Linked DNA regions of Danio rerio: region 1 is linked to region 2. Evidence: chromatin contacts called from public Hi-C data. All regions are on one chromosome and are shown on one strand. The core of a region is the stretch at or near the end of the contact, and the rest is flanking DNA. Distances in the headings are between cores, read along the strand shown. Region 1 holds the start of ppargc1b (peroxisome proliferator-activated receptor gamma, coactivator 1 beta). Region 2 overlaps arhgef37 (Rho guanine nucleotide exchange factor (GEF) 37).

Region 1 (6,745 bases), core at 3,047-5,546, 63 kb after region 2:
TGCTGCATACTCAGTTGCACATTGTGACACAGTTGTTCAGAGAGTTAGACTTTAGCCTTCAGGATATAATGAAGTCACATATTTCTGTAGTTAAATGCTTCAGTAGTTCTGAAGCAGGATCAGCTTGGTCTTGAAGGTTAAAGTGAACATTCAGCAAAGTGAACAATCAGCAAGAAAGTGAATATCTGCCAATATTAAAAATATGCAAAATGCTAATTAGTACTATTTACAGCTAAATACATAATTAAATAAACAAACCACTTGATTTTCTGATTTATTTTAGTTATATGATAAAGTATAAGTTTGAGAAAAATGATTTATTCTGTAATATAACGGTCTGGTAACATTTCTTTTAAAATATTTAGTATTTATATCTGGAAATTGACAGCTGGTCAAAATAACAAATGTTTTCCATTGCTGTGAATGAATTTTGTGTTTAAAGTACGTCTAATAGACATCTAAGCGTAGAGAGCTTAGCTAAATCAAGGCTAAACGTGGGCTGTCAGTGGAAATCTAATATCTAAGAATAGCCCAAAACTAGACTAGTCGTCAAATAGACAGATTAGACAGACTTTATATGTGTAGTCATTCATTTCTGTTTATTTGATGACTAGTCAAGTTTTGGCCTATATTAGATCTTCACTGACAGACCAAATTTAACCTTGTTTTAGCCAAGACAACTATGTTTAGACGTTTATTAGACATCTATTAGACATCTTTTAAAAAACAAAAAATGCTTGCTGGGTAACTTCTTAATTTAAATCATTGATATTGTGTTGTCTAACATGACTATATGTGTAAAAAGATGTATTGAGACACGTATTTCATGGAAAAAAGACAACATTGTTATTTCAGGTCTACATTCTACGCAAATAATTAAAAAAATTTAAATATGTAATTCCAGATAAACTGATCATTTATTCAGAGTGTGTAAAAAATAAAAAAAATAAATGACGTACTTAATTGATTTCATTTTAAATAAATCTATTATATACTTTAGCTAAATAATAACATTGACAGCAAGCCATTCAGAATACATGTAAAAGTGAGGGACAACAAAGCTCTGCATGCACTTATAATAAATCACATTTCTTGTTGGATGCTAAGGTAATCTTTATAATTATAGTTCTTGATGTGAATTGACTTTGACATCGCTCCATATGCAGTGTGTAAGGATTTGTTTACATGGACACAACTAAGACTAAGATGCTAAAATAGCTCAGTCTGATCAATATTGAGTGTGTCTGATGTTGTCTCCAGAAATTACATGCTGTCAGGAAACATGCTGACTTTGGTTGCCAGTATTTTTCCCCCCAAGGTTTCTCAAAGGATTTGTTGGGATTAAAACAAATAATTTACCACTGCAATGCAGTTTTCCTATTCTATTTGAGTGAACATAATGAGATTGGCCAAATGAAGGCCACTGTTAAGTAGTTAAAATTGCAAATCAGCCTTTCTAGAATGAATACCACAACAGGGCATTTCACAACTTTGGGACTCTGAAAGTGTCATTCTGAAACTGAACCCAATGTTCCAACATGACAATCTTCATAAATTCTTTGCCACAGCCCTCAGTGCATAAGCAAGTGTGCTCTGTGATTTGTCTCCTGTCAGTGCTCTGTCTATTCACATGGAAGCCCCCATTAAATCACCTTCATGTCATAAAGCATGGTGAAAGATGCAGTGTCCAAAGACTCTAGCATAAGCAACATGCTACTCTATTGATCACCACAAAACACACACCAAAAAAAACCATGCATGCCTTAATGTCGGAAAACAATGTGTGAATTCTATTGATTGCTGTCCTTGGACAACTGCAGCTAAAGGCACAATGCTGTTGACCTCCATACATCAGGGCATAATCAATGAAATGATACAACTGATGAAATGGACTCTTCTCTTGACTGAAAACTCCAACACAGACCAAACTCCTCCAGTGTGACAGCTGTCAGAGACACCCACCAGACGCTCTGTGCTGTCAAATCCCTCCCGTGACCTTTCACGCTCTTATAGAAGGTGGGCTTGTTTGGCTTAAGTAACACTCTTGATGTTCCCCACTATAAAAAAGCCTGAATGTCACTGGATGTTTGTTTGCATTGCATCTGTTGCTTTCTTTCACTTACTACATGTATTTGTTCATTAGTTTGCTCTACGTATTAGCATGATCTGTTTTATCGATTAAGTGTCTAAGTGCATATGTGTGATTTTATTTGTTTATGAGTGTTGTCAAGGAGGCATAGTTGAAATCAAACTTTCGCTTTGACCTCAAACCTTCAAACAGCATGTGTTTGGTCGATAGCCGGCTAGTCAGCACACAGTTCAATAGACTGATTGGGCCTTGGGGTGATTTCTGATTTGATTGAGAAGTTTTTATAGTCCTTCGAGGACTTGTCAATTCTAATGCATTCATTTACATGCAATTCAGACAGTTTAACTCTTAATGGCAATAAGATTTATGTCTTTGGTGTTAATCAGTTTCTTAAGCAGGCTTGCTGGGTGTCAGTCTGAATAAAATGACTTGATTGGTAATACATTTTGATTCATGATACTGAGTAGGTTACTTGAAACTATTAAAAACCGGAGTGACTAGTAAAACTGCAGTTGACAAGAGCAGCCAATCAATGAGTCTACTGTTGCAGGGTAATCACACTAATTGTTTAGATATATTTTAATGCATTAAACTATTATCATAAGCTTTCATTTTGATATAGAGCCAGGTCTATCTTATATAATTTATGTGATCCTGGACCACTAAACCAGTCTTATGCTGTACAGTATACTTTTGACAATTTCCAAAAATACACTGTATTGTTCAAAGATTTTTCATCATTTAGAATAATAAAAAAGATAATCTTCTATTTAAAATATTTTGTAAACAACCTACTGTAAACACGAGAACTTAATTTAGATAACTTAAAACATGATTTTCTCAGAATTATGATTTGTTTACCCTCCATTTCCAGATACTAAAACACTTGTATTTCTGCTAAATAATTAAATATAAAATATTGTGGTCCATGAGGGTCACATGTTTTAATTGAATTATTGTTAAAATGTTTTTTTTTTGTTCTCTCAATTAAACTTCAAATGTAAAAATTACACTACAATAATTCTGTGTGGTGAAGACTTGAACGCTAAAATTCTTGCCATTACAGTGTTAAGAAACTAGTACTGAACAAGTAGTTAGAGGACAAAAAAACTGGCAAATGTTTTGAAATAAAACATCTGAACAGTGTCAGGTGTGGTATTGTGGTATACGTGGAAGAAAAGAAAATAAACACCCACTTATGCAATATTTTTGGAATAATTCAACCGCTCATTGTTAATTATTTCTTACATAAATGTTGTAGTTTCAGTGTATTTACTCACTTTAAAAATCTAAAAAAATAATGGATTTATTTCATTTTAATGTGTTTTCGGTTAATTTATATTTCCAACAGAAAATTTGGATCAAAAAAGCACCAATATCAGCAAACTTTATCGGACCATTTTAGACAGCATGTCAATCTAGAAAATCATGAATAAAGAAGGCTTTCTTCAGACCTAATAATAATAATAATAATAATAATAATAATTTCCTCTAAAAATAAATAAATAAATATAACATAAATAACAGAGTAATAAAAAATAAATAAAATAAATAAATTAAATTAAATAATGATTTGCAAATATTTATAGCGGAAGGCAGAAAATATGACAAATGTTGAAGTGATATTCTATCCAAAAATGGAAATGATGTGAAATTAAGCATGGACTCTAAAAAGAATTATATTAAAATAAATAAATAAATAAATTTGTAGCTGACCCAAGCTCTGCTTCTGTTAATGGACCAGCCAAAGTTAATGCTGGTTGATGCAATTTTTTGACTCCATATGCACAATTAGTTACAATGAAATAATAGTTATACTGCATTATGTGTATACTACATATGGTGCAAAAAGGATGTGACCACTTCCTTCGGTAGTTTATGATTGGTGTATATATTATCTGCACAAAGCAGGCATGGACTTTAGACTTAATGAACTAGCATCATAAATGAGTCATAGACAGTGTAATGTAGACTGCACAAGTAGTTTCAGTTACAATTAGGAACATGCATCCTATACTGATCCGTGCATCCTTCTGCATCTATGTTTAACAAGCATGCACCTTCAAATAATTCAACTTTCTGCTGTTTTATTTAACCCAGCAATGATTAGGGCTCTGAGGACCTGAGCACACTGCCCTCGGTCGGTTGAGATTTTCACTGCATGCGGGTAGAGCAGTAAAGCAGCGCTCTCTGGCTCCTCTCATCTCATTCTCTAGAAGATGGCGGACTGCGCTTCACTGTTAGATGAGGAGCTCTCTTCATTTGTCTTCAATTACTTGACTGAAAACTCTGGAAGCCAGGTAAGTGAGGCACCATTTCCGATAGAGCAGAGTCTTGGCTACTTTTCCTCGGCTGTATTTTTGCACGTTACTGTCTGTGGCGCGATATTCTTGCCTTAATTCATCGATGCTGTCAGAGCGTCTCAGCCGGCGTCTGGAGTCCCTGACGTCTGTGCTTCACGTGGAGTTCACAGGAAATAATGCATATATGCGAAAAGTGGCTTACGGAAGATTAACGAACAGATAATCGTTCTTTAATTATTTGCTCTTTCGAGAGCTCGCTGTTAGGCGAAGGTTAATTATTTCGCAAGTGCGACAGAATAAGTTCAAATGTGTTCATCAGTTTGCCAAAAATCACACCAATTTCCCGGTCTGTGTGTGTGTGAGTGTGTGACACGTGGGTGCTCTGGTAAACTTGAGTTTAAGTGGCTTGATGCGATTTTGTAGTTTTAATGTTGCACTATAAAGCGCACTAGTCTGTACATTCTGTACAGAGTTCGTGAGGATGACGAAAAGTATTACATTTATTCTCTTTTTCCTCTAATCTCAGGTCTTGTTGTCTAATGGAGCATCACATTGGATTATTAGTCGATGCAGATAATTCTAATTTTGAAGCTGGCGAGCAGTATTCCTATAGTTGCATAACTAATATTCAGAAATTGCGTGATTTGTTTGTGCTTATCTATAAGCTGGAGAACGAATGCAATATACAGTTGAGAGTGTGATAGCCTTGTGGGCCTATGGAAAATGTATACACATCGGTGCGAATTTGCTCAATAGCCCAGAGAACTTTTAGCTAAATTGACGAAATGCATTGTTTTCGTAATCGTTTGCGTAACTGTTACAAAACCGCTTGACGCTCTGATTATGAGTAGTCAAACGATCCCTGCAGCTTGTGCCTGAGTGTGCTGTTGATATCAATAAATAAACGTTGAGCATTTTGCACTTTCGTGCTTGTCATGTCAAACAGGCTGTTCGCACTGCAAGTGTTTATTTATAGATACAATACAAAGAGAAAAGCTTAGGATACTTACTTTGAAACACTTTTTAGGCTAACGTTACACGGAAGCGAAATCCGCTTTGAAGATGATTACACGAGCATGGGGTGAATAACATGGTTATTAATGTACTGTGAATTCATATAATGGCACTTGCTATTAAAATATGCCTTCTCGCATCGCAAATTAAATCATGTATGTTTACAAATCGCGCGCTCACTATACTGTGTCAGGTGTCACTGAAAGGCGATGAGTCGCTTTAAACGGCTCCTTAAAACGCATGAACGCTGTGAGCAAACGTTCGGTGGTGTTTGTCCTTTGTCCTTGTGTCAGCGGGAATATTGTGAGTGTTGTAAATGTGCTTGTTTCGGGTTATTGGGTTGAACGCGCTGTCTGGTCAGTGTAATAGTACTCCATCCTCGTGACTGGAGTTACAGAACACAGTTGCTGCAGTCATGTGCTCGCTGCCGTTAGACGTAGTAGAAAGAGAGCGGGGGGCGGGGCTACACTGACGAGCGTTCACGACAGCCACACACTCCCTCCTCCGGGCGTGCATGTGACTGACTGACTGACTGACTGCTGCCGCTGCGCAAAGTGGAGCAGTTCAGATCACGACTAATAATTCACCATCCATCCACTCTACGAGCATCCAAACAGCGTTAGCTTCGCGCCCTTTTTGATTTATACACGGTATTTATATTCATGAAGAATTTGGAGTCATTCTGGAACGCCTTCGAGGAATTAACCAACTGGATATTTTAGACTGTGAATATATTAAATCCAAGGAATTTCCAGTACATATATTATCATATTTTGCATGTGGAGAAATGTTAAAATTGGTTGTTACGTTAATAGTTAGAAAACACAGATAGACAGAGAGAGAGAGAGAGAGAGAGAGAGAGAGAGAGAGAGAGAGATAGAGAGTTACATAGAATATATTCAATTTAAATTATTCCATAGGGTTTTTACAGAACAGTTTTTTTTCCAGAGAGCCAAATAATTGATCTGGGATAATTTATTGTGATTAATATGACTGATATAGTTAACCGATTGGATTTTCAAGTGTTCACATGGACATTAAGATACTCATAGCCAAAACCCAGCAAACAGAGAATGGTCCCTTAGGGTCCCATATGTTTCCTGCTCCCTTTTGGTAATTTTTTTGGGGAACTAAATAAGAACTTTCTGTAAACAATCTCTGCAAGATAATCTAAAGATAACTTAAATGTGCAGTGATGTTCTCCTAATATATCGGTAGACCCACACCAAATCTGTGTACGCAGAATTCTGCAGATATTCGCAAATATTTAGCCCATCATAAATTCTGTTTATTTACTTGTGTAACTGTGCGTAAATTTGTAGTTATTCAGTTTTTAAAT
Region 2 (6,550 bases), core at 1,901-4,400:
ACACACTGATTCATTCATCTGCATGATCCCGCTGTCAGATGCTTCCATATCAGTGTGGCTTCATGTTTGGGGAAAGCGGAAATGTCGGAGGCAGATTTTGACTGGGTGTTGGAGATGCACAGCTGGTGTGACTGTAAAAATGTGACTAATTTTGCTAAACAACCTTCATGGGTAGTTTGTCATTGTGATGGTGCAGGCACTGGCTAACATTCCCATTCCCAGATGAATTACATATCTAGTTTCTGTTGCCTGAAGTGAGATTTATTTAATTTAGCATCTACATAGCATTGTTTTTAGATAATTTTTTAAGGGAATGTAAGTGGCATTTGAACATGCAGATCTCATGGTTACAGTGTTGCTATGCAGTTGCTAAGGTGTTCTGAATGGGCATTAGCATGCTGACAAGTGGTTTCTTTATGGATCAAGTCAAAAGAATATTTTTTTAGTAGAAATCAGATCTTTTTAAAGAGATTATTTTTCATTATAAGACATTTATTAAAGTCATGTTCTTTAGTATTTCTTTTTATTCCTAGTATGAGCGTGTGCAGCTATCCTAATAATAATACCTCTTATACATTTTAATCTGTACAAAGCAGCTTGTACTGCTTGATATTGCAAATTGGTATTTCTCATCATGCTATATTAATGTAATGATTAGTGTAATTCAAACAAACAAGCTTACAAAACTTGTATTTGCTTTACTTTTCGAATTAATGGACATATATGTAATCTGTATGTATGCTAGTAGTAATGTTATGTACAATAATAACAATGCTATTAGATTTAAAACTATAGGAGTAACAGAGCAGCAGCAGTAATACAAATAGTAAGAAATAATACTAATTCTAATAGTATAATTAACACCACTAGTATTATAATAACAATAATAGTTAACAGGGCCGTAGCCAGGGGTTCAGGTCGTTCTAAAGAAGTATTTGAACTGCTACACCATAATAAATTGTAAGAAACACCACGAAAATAACCCATCAATAAAGACCAAGTTGAATCCTGTGTCGGCTGTTGCTTCAGTGCGCTAAATTCATTGACATCCCAAATTTTGACTAAGGAAAGTCAAGAATGTGCTGGCCAGTTTGTTATCTTTCTGATGAATTCATATTTAGTTTCTAATGATATATAATGTGATACATTTGTATTTAAAAATAAGTATTGTTGATTTTTCTTCCGTTAAATCAGGGGTGTCCAAACTCGGCCCTGAAGGGCCGGTGTCCTATATAGTTTAGCTCCAAATTCCTTCAGCAGATATCTATGGAAATTTCTAGTATACCTAGAAAGAGCTTGATTAGCTGGTTCAGGTTTGTTTTATTGGGGTTGGAACTAAAATATGCAGGACACCAGCCCTACAGGGCTGAGTTTGGACACCCCTGTTCTAAATATTTAGCAAATGTTTTTGGCTCATCAAAACGTGTGGTTATGATGACCATCCGCCAAGTTAATCTAGAACAAAATAGTGCTTGAGATGTCACTAAATGGAGTATTTACACCTTATTATTAAAAAGAAAATGAGGCAAATAACTGCAAAAAGGTCACCAAGCTGGCTACGGGCCTGGTTAAATACTGGTGTATTTCTATAATTATTTAGATTAGTTTAAAATGTATACTCTTTCAGTTTTTCACTTATGTTCGTTTAAAAGTTATATTTCTGTATGAAAATGTTTTGGTTTTTGTTAACTAAAATATTGTGCTGAAGTCAGTGAAATAACAATTCCGCTTTTATAGATGAAGTTTATCTTAATGTAATTATTCTTCTGTTCAAATTAGTTCTCAATTTTTTTTTTGTATAATCAGTTGCTTTTTAGAAGCGGATCACAATAGTGAACGCAATATCTGTTGCCACTTCTATTTTTGGACTATTGGTTTGTTTAAAACAATTAAACACATTGATTTTAACACATAAAGCAGTTCATGATTCTGCTCGCAATTACATTTGTATTTTGATGTCCATTTCTTCTGCTTCTCGCTGTTTACGTTCTGCTTCGGGTCTTACACTGGTTCAGCCTTGTTGTGAACTCAGCACCATAGGAGGTAGGGCATTCTTACTGAGCACCCAAACTATGCAATGCTCTTCCTACAAATATAAGGAATACTGGTTCCTTATACTGATTTTAAGAAGCTACTTAAAACTTACCTTTTTAGGACTGTTTTTAATTTGTGACATCTTTTTTTTTTCACTTTGTCTTCATTAGGCTTTGATGGTTTTTACTGTTTTGTAAGTGCTTTAAGTATGAGAAAAGTGCATTATTCATAAAATGTATTATTATTAAAGCAATTATTAGCAAACAGCACAAGCACCTCCATCATGTGACGTTACCATGATTGGCCACAAGGGGGAGCACTTTAACTAATTGTTCAGAGCTTTTGGTTTTTCTTGCCTTTTTTTTTGGTCACAAACATCTAGTACAAATTATATTTTATTCCTTTATGATAAAAACAAAAATCCAACCCTCAAAGGTCAAAAAGTGCACATTGTATGGCACTGAATTCCACTTAACTTTGTAGAACATTCTCTTTACATGTTTCAAGTCGTTTGTTATCAGTGTTGGAGGGAAAAAGTAATTACTACAATCTAAAGTGACTTTTTTTAAAGTTACTAAACTAACTTTGTAACTTTTTGAAGTAAGTTTATGTTGTGATTAATTTTTCTAAGAGTGATATAGGCTTACAATTGTTATATATTAACTTAATTTAGCCAAAACTGTCTGTTTATGTTCGTTAATGATAGTCCTCGAGTCTACCTAATCTATTAGAAGAAAACTCTTCATACTACCAATCAGGCTGAAACTCTACATTCTCCATCAACAGGTGTACGCTGGCTATGACTTCACAGCAAGGAGCGCTCATGAGCTTTCTCTTAGAGCAGGTGAGCCGGTGCGAGTGGTGGAGCCTCACGATAAACGTGGGAACAAAGAATGGAGTCTGGTGGAGGCACGTGGCCAGAGAGGCTACGTCCCCTCCAACTACCTCACCCTCCTACCTTCTGTAATCGCCTCACCCACCTTCCCTTACCGCTAGACATGGGGAATAGCCATCATCTGCTGCTGATATGAGTGCTATTCCAAACACACACAGACCATGAGAAGCACTTTCCCTGAAGAGCTGTTGATGCGCGAGGGGGCGGATGGCTGCTGTTTGATGCGTCATTTGACTGGTGTATGTATTGGAGTGGTGCTTGGAGCCCTGCTGTGGAGTGGTCATCCATATACTTGATCTTTGCTTCGCCCTGAGGCTGTTACTGGTGGAGATTGTTTTATCCAATTGGAGAAGAGCTGCAGGGGCGGGCAGACACACTGTTATGGCACATGGGTGGTGGTGGAGTGTGCTGTTTCCTGCAATTAACACACCTCCACTGTCTATTGGATCAACGCTTTGAGCAGCCCTGGCACCGCTTGTCTGGTACTGCTCGGAGAAATGGAGAATATTTGCGGCTTACTTTTGAGAATGGATTTTGTTTTGTGAGTCAGAGCTCTTTTGCACTGATTTCCAACCCACTTGAGATGACTAATGCGCAAATTTGCATACATGATTTTTTAAAGCGTTATAATGCTTGATGAACTGTTTTTAGATATTTAAATGTGGATGTAAAAACGTATTTGGACACTTAGGACACACAAATTTAATGCATGTCATTGATCCATACATCAAGTATATATATATGCATAACAACATGGCACACACACCCTTCTTAAGAATTTTTTTAATATTATTGAACGATATATATATATATATATATATATATATATATATATATATATATATATATATATATATATATATATATATATATATATATATATATATATATAAATATATATATATATATTAGGGCTGCTCGATTTTGGGAAAAATCAATCACGATTATTTTGGTCATAATTGTAATCACGATTATTTAAAACGATTACTGTTGAAGTCAAATTTATTAGTGCTCCTGAGAATTTTTTTTATTTTTTTTTTTATAAATATTTCCCAAATTATGTTTAACAGAGTAAGGAATTTTAACAGTATTTCCTATAATATTTTTTCTTCTAGGCTTATTTGTTTTATTTTAGCTAGAATAAAAGCAGGTTTAAATATTTTGAAACCCAATATTAAGGTCAATATTATTAGCCCCCTTAAGCAATATTTTTTTTGATTGTCTGCAGAAGAAACTACTGTTATACAATGAACTGCTTAATTACCCTTATTAAGCCTTTGAATTGCACTTTAATCTGAATGCTTGTGTTTAGAAAAATATCTAAAAAAATATTATGTGCTGTCATCATAGCAAAAATAAAAGCAATCAGTATTCAGAAATGATATATCAAAACTACTATGTTCAGAAATAAGTTTTAAAAAAAAAAACAACTTTTTTCCATTAAACAGAAATTGGGCAGGAAAAGGGCTGCTAATATTCAGGAGGGCTAATAATTCTGACTTCAATGTATACATACAGTTATCTTCCTCCCTGCAAAGGAAAGAGAAATAAATACAATAGAATAAAAATATGAAACAAACTGTGCTTTAAGCATCTTCACTGTAAGAATAAAACTTTAGCTACAAAAATCCTTCAGTCAAAAGCAGAGTGAGTTTCTCGTTTCGTTTGATTAATGATAAAAACAACATCGCGCGCTGTCTCTTTGATGGTTTCTCTTTCACGTGTCTTTTGATCCTCAACTCGTTTGTTTATTACACAAATGAGGGTTATTATGAATAATCATTAAACACTGCGTTTTGACACCTATTTGACCATTAAAGCGATCACATTAAGATGACTTTAGATGTCTGCGCCTCGTCTGTTTCGCGAGGTGCGCGTGCGGTCAGTGGAGGTGTGCGATGCGGCGCCAGGCACAAGTATAATTCCAGCTTCAGTGTGCTGATGAGACCGAATGCTGATCGGCCGCTTGCTTCTGGCTGTGTGCGCAACAGCTGGAAAGGGGGCGGTATATGATGCAATAATCGTTTATCTCGATTAATGCTTTTTCATAAACGTTTGAAGCCAAAATCGAAATCAGATTTTCGATTAATCGCACAGCCCTATTATATATATATATATATATATATATATATATATATATGTATATGTATATATATATATATATGTATATGTATATGTATGTATGTATATGTATGTATGTGTGTACTAATTTAAATTATGGCCAAAATAGGCTTACCAATATCTCTTTGACTGTCCTCTCTACCAAATGGTTGACTATATTTTTACTGTTTTAATTAATGACTGTTAAAGTCATTTACAGAATGACTGTTTTAAATAATGGTTTACACACATAGCATTGTTGGTTTACAAAAAAACAAATATACTTCTTGTTGCACTACTACACTTTATTTTGGTTTTAATGTAAAAAAAAAAAGAAAAAAAGAAAAGAAAACATGCTAGATGAGAATTTGAAATATTTTTATGGCATACTTTAAAAAATAAAGATGATTTAGTATTTGGAACTGTTTTATTTTTATTATGTTTTTTTTAAATAAATTGGCCTTACATTCCATATTTTTTGATTTTTCAAATTATATGTATTAATGCCGGTACTTTTACCATAAACTGACATATCAACCATTTGGTGGAGGTTGATATTTTAGAAATGATGTAATGTGTTGAAAGAAATGCATTAAGTGTGTTAACTAGCAACATTAGGAGTCAAAAAATAATTCTTTGTGGGGTAGTTAAAGGTATATTGACATTTTTTTCAAAATTTTTGATTTGCTGCCATTTTAAACTATACATTTTTTTTCTGTTTGGCTGGTAGGTGTCAGACTTTTATTTTGCCAATGATTACTGAAACAATTAATTTCGATTTTATTTTATTTTTTTAAACTGCTTCACTATAGTGTTTCTCAACCATGTTTATGCAGGACCACCAACACTGCATGTTTTAGATGTTCCCTTTGTCTGGCACACCCTTTATAGATCTTTCAGTCTCTGCTAATGAGCTGGTGATCTGAATCAGGTGTGTTTGTTTAAAGAGACAAGTGCTGCGTCCCAAATAACACACTATTTACTTGGGCAATTTAACACTTAACAGCATAGTAAAAATATATGTAATGTCATCCCAAATGGAACACTAATGGGTTTTTTACTAAGCGGAAATTCAAATCATTTCCCAGATGATTATGACTGTTGTCAAACCGCATTCACCATCGGAAGGTGGTATAATCACTCTCGTAGGAGAATACTGCGTTCACAATCCACAATAAATAAAGTAATCCAACATCAGTGCCCGAAAGCTCCGCCGCTTCCGCTACATTAGCAAAGCTGCGACTGTTGAGTGCGAGAAGTGGCCAACATTACACATTTCATTTTAATGGTTAGGTTGTCCTACCCGGACAATGAACTTTTTCAACCATTAAAATGAAATGTTGAAATGAACTACACTGCAATTAAACTCTTTTCAGAGTTTTCAGTGTGAATGCACTACTTACACTATGTATACTACAAAATGGCGTAGAATAGTGCATAAGTATGTGATCTAGGACACATCTATGGAAAATGTGCAGAGCTGGTGAACGTGGTTGAGAAACACTGCTTTACTATATCCAG

What was found. A called contact is a pair of places that touch in the nucleus more often than the background predicts.
Region 1: a Hi-C map of an unstated tissue shows a contact between it and region 2, with 4 times the contacts expected there. The contact joins the promoter of ppargc1b here to the enhancer-like site in region 2. A contact is called at or near these places in 3 of 18 Hi-C or Micro-C datasets (caudal fin, hematopoietic stem cells and an unstated tissue) and 1 of 4 datasets of contacts at active chromatin or transcription factors (embryo).

What each region holds. Positions count from the first base shown.
Region 1 is chr14:29,203,479-29,210,223 of GRCz12tu, forward strand. ppargc1b (peroxisome proliferator-activated receptor gamma, coactivator 1 beta) reads left to right here and starts at 4,297. Exons shown (of 12, transcript XM_073921837.1): 1 at 4,297-4,389. arhgef37 (Rho guanine nucleotide exchange factor (GEF) 37) reads left to right here. Exons shown (of 13, transcript XM_073921854.1): 13 at 1-932.
Region 2 is chr14:29,141,176-29,147,725 of GRCz12tu, forward strand. All of the region lies in intron 12 of arhgef37 (Rho guanine nucleotide exchange factor (GEF) 37), which reads left to right. Among named protein-coding and RNA genes, the nearest start is that of arhgef37, 41 kb to the left of the region's middle. Within about 2 kb of position 3,151, at least 7 of the 62 cell types and tissues checked have an H3K27ac peak or open chromatin away from gene starts, as enhancers often do.